Linked DNA regions of Triticum aestivum: region 2 is linked to region 1. The links are chromatin contacts, called in public Hi-C maps. All regions are on one chromosome and are shown on one strand. The core of a region is the stretch at or near the end of the contact, and the rest is flanking DNA. Distances in the headings are between cores, read along the strand shown.

Evidence for each region. Hi-C and Micro-C count contacts between places; a contact is called where the count stands out from the background.
Region 2: a contact with region 1 is called in a Hi-C map of leaf, with 4 times the contacts expected there. The contact joins the promoter of LOC123143397 here to the promoter of LOC123143395 in region 1. A contact is called at or near these places in 4 of 5 Hi-C or Micro-C datasets (leaf and an unstated tissue).

The regions. Positions count from the first base shown.
Region 1 is chr6D:42,713,462-42,717,115 of IWGSC CS RefSeq v2.1, forward strand. It overlaps LOC123143395 (RNA N6-adenosine-methyltransferase mettl16), which reads left to right and starts at 2,094. Exons shown (of 8, transcript XR_006470829.1): 1 at 2,094-2,533.
Region 2 is chr6D:43,051,778-43,055,237 of IWGSC CS RefSeq v2.1, forward strand. It overlaps LOC123143397 (F-box/LRR-repeat protein At3g26922), which reads right to left and starts at 1,530. Exons shown (of 5, transcript XM_044562314.1): 1 at 1,282-1,530; 2 at 284-1,186; 3 at 1-95. The coding sequence starts at 1,174.

The DNA.
Region 1 (3,654 bases), core at 844-3,343:
TGTCTCGACATTCGAGGTTCTAAACTCATGTCTAAATAAACAGGAAATAAAACTACTAGAATGCTCCTTGATCTCCTGCACTACTGCACCATAAGCCGAAGATGTTCCTCGCTGGATCGCTTCAACCGCTGACTTGCAATCAGAGGCGACTTGAATTTTTTGGATATATAGATCGTCCGCTAGGGCTAGGGACTCTCTAATGGCCAGGCTTTCCAGAATCTCCGGCTGGTCAATGTTTCTGAACACAACAGCAGATGCACCCAAAAACAGTCCAGCGGCATCTCTGCAAATCGCTCCCACTGCACCAAAACCTCCTGTCCTAGGCACTGCTGCATCCACATTAAGCTTGGAGTACCCCTCTCGTGGTGGTAGCCAGTTCTTTGGCTTCGGTTGTGCTTCAGACCGTCCTCTGCTGGGAGCTTTGAAGATAAGTTGCAAGTCACATAGGTAGCTTTTGATAAAAGCTTGTGTGGAGAAAGGAGTTTGGAAGATTCCTTCATGTATCAATTTCCGGCGAGCGTGCCAAATTGCCCAAAGCGTAACAACTAACATGGTGAACTCTTCCGACGATAGAGACTCACTCATGGCGAACAACCAGCCCTTGGCACTGTCGTCCGTGTTCATGCACATGTGTTCCACAAGATCTGCATTTGACAGGGCCCAAACACTCCTTGACATGGTGCAGTCTAGCATGGAATGACGCCAGTTGTCGGCTGCACCACATATAGCACATTCATTCGTTGTAGACATGTTCCGATGCTGCAAGATATCACTCGTTGGGAGAGAATGTTGTGCGAAGCGCCAGACAAATACCTTCAGTTTCGAGGGAACTTGCATGCCCTAGACAGATGACCACCCCTTGCGTTCGGCGCTGCTATTGGACACATCTTCTACGTTCTCCAGCCAAGCTTCTCTCCCTGTCTTTATATGCAAGATCATGTTATAAGCTGATCGGACAGAGTAACGGCCTTTCGGGTCTTCCGCCCACACCCAGAAATCCTGAACTGGCCTTGTGCAAATCGGTATTTTTAGGATGGCCTCAGCATCTACAGGAACGAATACCTGCTGGACTAACTCTTCCCGCCATGATGCCATGTTGTGGTCTATTAATTCAGCCACTATCCTCGGCGGGTTAGCCACCAGAGAGGTCACAGGTGATGAGAAACCCTCCCTAGGAATCCAGTTATGAGTCCAGACGTTTGTCGATGATCCATCCCCTATTTGCCTGATGATGCCTTGCTTCATTATGTTTCGGCCATCTATAATTGCACGCCATATTTGTGAAGGTCGTGACCCCAGCTCGGCCTCAAGAATTGAGGTATTAGGGTAGTAAATTGCCTTTAGCAAATGTGCACTGAGAGAGTTCGGTTCCTGAAGCAAACGCCATGCCTGTCTGGACAGAAGCGCTAGGTTAAAAATCTCCATGTCACGAAAGCCCAAACCACCGAGGCTCTTTGGTTTTGTCATCACATCCCACGAGACCCAGCATGGTCTTCTTTTTCCTTGCTTGCTGCCCCACCAGAATTGGCGAATCATAGATGTAATGCTCTCACATAGGCCCCTTGTCAGCCTAAAACATGACATAGAAAACACCGGGATCGCTTGTGCCACTGCTTTAATCAAGATCTCTTTTCCGGCAGCATACATGAGTTTCTCCATCCATCCCTTGACCTTCTCCCAGACTCTGTCGCGAAGGTATTTGAAAGTGACACTTTTTGATTGACCAACCTCAGTTGGCAACCCCAGAAATTTCTCACTCAAAGACTCATTCTGCACATTGAGACAATTTTTCACCCCTTGTTTGATATGTTCCGGGCACCCCTTACTGAAGAAGATGGAAGATTTGTCACGATTAATCCTCTGTCCCGAAGCCGAACAATATGTATTCAACAGGTTTGAAACTGCGTTAGCTCTCTCCACACTAGACTTAAAAAGCAACAGGCTGTCATCTGCAAACAAAAGGTGGTTAACAACTGGAGCTGTCGGTGCCACCTTTACTCCAAGCGCCGATGACTATTTTCGATTGTTGTCCTGCACCCGTTTTTCCAGTAGTCTTCTTTTGAGAAAAGTTTTTCTTATCTATACACGGAGCGAGAGAGGAGCCGGTTCCGCTGATCCGCTCCAATCTGGCGGAAAAGAGATACCCAAAGGCCCAAGGCAGGCCCACGCGGCGAGCTGACGGCGTTCCTTCCGGAGTCGTGCCTCGCCGCTGGCCGCCCCTCGCTCCAGCCGCCCCGGCGCTCTCCCCTCGGTCCCCAGCTCCCCCGCTGCGCCCGCCTACGAAGCACCGCAAGATGGGCGGCGGGAGGAAGCGGCGCCGGCGCGACGGCTCGGACGCGCCGCCGGTGATGCACCCGCGCAACCGCTACGCCGCCGCGGCGCCGGACTTCGCGGCGCTGGCGTCGCTCTACCCCTCCTTCGCCCCCTTCGTCACCGTGTCCGGCGGGGGCCGCGCGTCCGTTGACTTCACCGACTTCGCCGCCACGCGGGAGCTCACGCGCGTCCTCCTCCTCCACGACCACGGCGTCAACTGGTCCGTGCAACCTGCTCTGCTCACCTCCTCCTCCCGCCCCCTTCCCCTCAAACCCTAAGATGCATTCTGCGCTGCTCCATTCCCGATTGTTCCTGCTCGGCTGAGCCGCTTATCTCTCTGCCGTGCTGGTGGAGAATCTCCTGAATTCAGCTAATTGTGGCATCAAACTCACCTGTAATGTGACACTAGTAAGATGCCCGTGCGTTGCACGGAACATCAAAAAATAGTTTATTTTACTATGTAGTGTGCTCAAATTGACATGTGTCGGGTCATCCTTTGTGTAATAAATATCGATATCTTTCTTCGGATATTCAATTTTGTTCCCAAGCTTACACGCATTTGAGTGAAATTTCCCCCAAAATAAGAATTTGCACAACTTTCTCTTCAGTAAAATCTTCACATCTGTCATGTTTGCCATGTAGTTGCACTTTTTTTTCCAAGAAAAGTAGCTTACATGCCCAATATCGTTGCTGAAATCATTCCAGTATACACATGCACACACACCAGCGTACGGGCCAGGTATAAGCCACCCAAACAGAACACAAAAGCATAAACAACTACTCCTTACATCATATCCTTGTAACATGAGCATCAGCATCGTCGACCAGTAATTGACGAACTACAGCCAACTCTCATACAGAGAAAAAAGAAATTGGACATAGAATCCCAAATAGGCTAACACAGGAGGGCACAAAAAGGAGGACGACAATTTATTGGTTCCAGCTATGTCGACGCCCATACACTTCCTACACCACCATCGCCAGCTTACCGGATCGCTGTCGCAACAGTCCTTAAAGAGCCCCTTTCTGCAAAGGTTGCCCAAGATGTTAAGAACTGACAAACATAAAAAACTACAGTGGTTGGATCTCCAGGACGAACACATTTAAAGCAGGATTTATTCTTGGTCTTCCATAACACCCAGAAGATTGGTGCCGCGCCGATCACAAGGAAACCCTTCGCCACCTTGAGTAGAAATGATGAAAAAACTGAACCAAAACAGAAATTAGAGAACTGAATCTTCATCTCATTTGATCCTCAAATGCTCTATAAATCAAAACCACGTCCGTCATTATGTGTGCTTCTGGGCCACTTTCATCAGCGGCTGGAGTACTTGTCTTCCA
Region 2 (3,460 bases), core at 280-2,779, 340 kb after region 1:
CCCAGGTCAGGAGCCTCGCACCAGTACTCATTGAGTAATAAAGTGTTTAACTTACTAAATGTAGGGCGGCAATTCAAATCTCTTGTGAAAATGAACTGGAAAGAAAAATACAAGTACTTAAATCAAGTAATCCTTGCTAAGAATGTGAGATGCTGATCTAAGACCCACAATCTGTTTGTGATGCATATGTAATCTGTTTATCTCTGATTCTCTAAAAACAATGCAGATAAAGGAACACAAAAAAGGGTAACACAAATGAAAGAGTTAAAGATGAGTGTCACACCTTTCCCAATTTAGATATCAGTTCAAGATGTTTAGCACTTGAGATCCCACCTAGAAGCACGCAATCGCTGCGGCCATCGTTTTTTGATAGACAATTCCCACATCCATTCTTATTAGCTCCACAGAAGATACCATAGTTATAATTCAAACAGACATCTTCGCAGCCTATGCCAAGATTCACGCATGCTGTCTGTAGCAACGGCATGTTTTCAAGAAAAGGGGTTTTACCCGAAAAGCCATCTAGTTTCAAAGAGACAAGGCCTGGAGTAGAAATGTTGAGCCGGCAATCTAGGTCAGAGAAGCAAGTAGTGATGCTGAAATGCTTTAGGGAAAGGGACGATATCTTCCAACCATTGATTTTGCAATCATTCATCTTCAGATTCTCCAATGCTGGACAACTAGCAAAATCAAGAAAGGTCTTTTGTAGGAGTAGACCACAAAGGTCCAATGTTTTCAGGTGCCGAGACACAAGAGGCAGGTCGTCTAGGGGGAGGTAATCAGCCTCAAGGATATGAAGGGTGAGCACCCGAACTTTGCAAATCACAGAGAAACGGATCCACAGATTCACATAGGGCTTTTCGTCATCGGAGCAACTGTGGAATTTCATCTCAACACTTTCAAGGTCGGTGCGCTCGCGCAGCATGAGCAGATGTTCCACGAACTTCCGGAGGTCTTGGACTTGGGCATTCTCCTCATCGTCGAGGCCTACGATGCGCAGGCCTGTGGTGGACCTCCAAAGGTGGCGCCAGCGCCGGGCGAGCACGCACGTCCGAACAGCCGCCTGCGCTGGGAGGAAGGAGAGCACGTGCTGCAGGAGACTGTCGGGGAGGTCGTGGACGGTGGTGCTCTCCGTCACCGGCGGCGCACTCTTGAGCTTCTTCCTAGGAGCCATGCGTCGTCGGCGCTGCGAGGCAAGAAAGGATCAGACGGCCGCGAGGGTGGAGAGAATGGGATGAGATGGGCAGATGGATTTCTCGCCTTCCGGCGGACTCGCCTCACCTGGCCGGTAAGTCGCCGCCGCCGCCGCCGCGAGAGCCGGAAGATGGGCGGATGATGCAATCCTAGGTAACTAGCACTCGATTCTCAACTCCGGAACACCAGATCCATCCAGGATACAAATTGGAGTAGCTAGGGTTTCGGCAAGAATGGGGGGATTGGGGAACAGGGCCAGGAGGTGGAAGAGGAACTCGCCCAGCGGCACACGCCCAAGTGGCAAATTTGACAATTTTGACCTCGGGACGAAATCAATTCACAGAATGAACTGGGTGCGAAACTATTTCACACCCCTGACCCTTTTGTGTAGCGCCCGCCACGCCGGCGCCATACCGTACGGTGCAGCGCCTAACTCTGGGGCGTTGCACCTCTGTCCACCGTGGCAGCCCATGGGCCCGCACCCAGCAGTGCAACGCCTCCGAGCTAGGCGCCGCACATGTAATGTGCAACGCCTCCGAGCTAGGCGCGGCTAGGCGCTGCACTGTGACTTATCCAGCCACTTGGCCGGGCCCCCCTCCCCCACCCCCCCCCCCACACACACACACTCTCTCACTCTCTCCCTCCCCGAGCTTTGCCCCCTCTCCCACTCTCTCCCCCTCTCAAATCTTCTTCCAAGTCTTGTAAATTTGAAGAATTTGTCCGTGGATTTCAAAGTCAAACCCTCCCTCAAGGTAATAATCTCCGATCCCCTTGTTTTGATCCAAGTAAACTTCTCCCATTGCTCATTTGTTGCTAGTTTGGGGAAACCCTAGTTTTGTTTGGATCTAGAGATTTGCATGGAGATGTGAGATGTTTGTTAGCCAATTTCTATGATTAGGCTTTGTTAGTATGCTAGGGTTATTCTTATGGGTGTTCTTATGTTGGTGCTAGGGTTAGGTTTTAGGGCTAGGGTTATGGTTAGGGTTATGGTTATGGTTAGGGTTAGGGTTATGGTTAGGGTTAGGGTTGTTGTTTCATATATATATTAGGGTTTGTATTCCATGTTAATCCATGGATTAGTACTCATGGAAGCAATGTTACCTTGTGTTCTTTGAATGCTTATAGGGATGGGAAGAACATGTGTGTTTGTTCATCATGGGGACAAAGACGCCTTTTTGAAAGGCAATAAAGAACCGGACCCGGATGAGCTTGACATGGTGTTTGATAGTAGTCCTAGCTATGCGGAGCTCTTGCAACAAGTTAGGAAAGATTTGAATTGGATGGACCCTAGTGATATCATTGAGTTGGAGGGAAGGCATAATGTTGGTTTTGGAATGCACATCCGTTGGAAGACAATGCGTGTCAACTCGGAGCAACGTTGGGTTGCATACAAGGAGACGGTGGCCGAATCACTAGACAAGGCTCTTGAGTTATTTGCAACGAAGAAGGTTGATTCAAGTTTGCATTTGGACTTGAACCGGAACCCCTCCCCTTTGGTTGCTAGTAGCCCCCACCCTTGAAGCGAGATGAAATTGTTGAACCTCTTTTGACCCAAGAAGTGAGGCCAACATTGAGCCCGTATAGAAACAACCAAGATGAATCTTTGCAAGAGGACAATGATGAGTATGCGGACGATGACAATGAAGTTGATCTCCATGACAACAATGTGGGTGATCTCGACAAATATCATTTGCAAGAGACAATGGACCATTCCATCCCTTTTTCCCGTGCATATGCATCGGACTCGGATGACGATGGTCCCGATGAACAAGTTGATGCGGAGGGGTTCACGGTGAAGGAGGCCGAAGCTTTCGAGAAGGTATTTGGTCGGGATCATCGGACTACATTGTTCAAGGATGTTAGTCTCGCGGATGAAGCCGTGGTAGATGGTGGCCAATGTGTACCTCTTGGGGTTAGGCCAAGCTCTCACCGTGATTTGGTAGACGACAAGAACCGGATTGCTAAAGGTTCTAAGTTCGACAGCTTGTTGGATTTGAAGATGTGGCTCGACAACTACTCGGTTACGCATTATCGTCCACACAAGGTGGTGCACTCGGACGTCAATGTGCGCTACACGGTTGCATGTGCATGTGAAGATGAAAAGGAGGTCCAACTTGGACTTACAAGAGGCCGTGGTGGTGGTAGAGGTCGTGGAAAGGAGGTCCAACAAGGAGTGGCAAGACGCCGTGGCGGTTGTCCGTGGATTGTGCGTGCAAGACCATGGAAAGGAGGTCCAACTTGGCATGTAGTGAGTTGTGTGCCAACT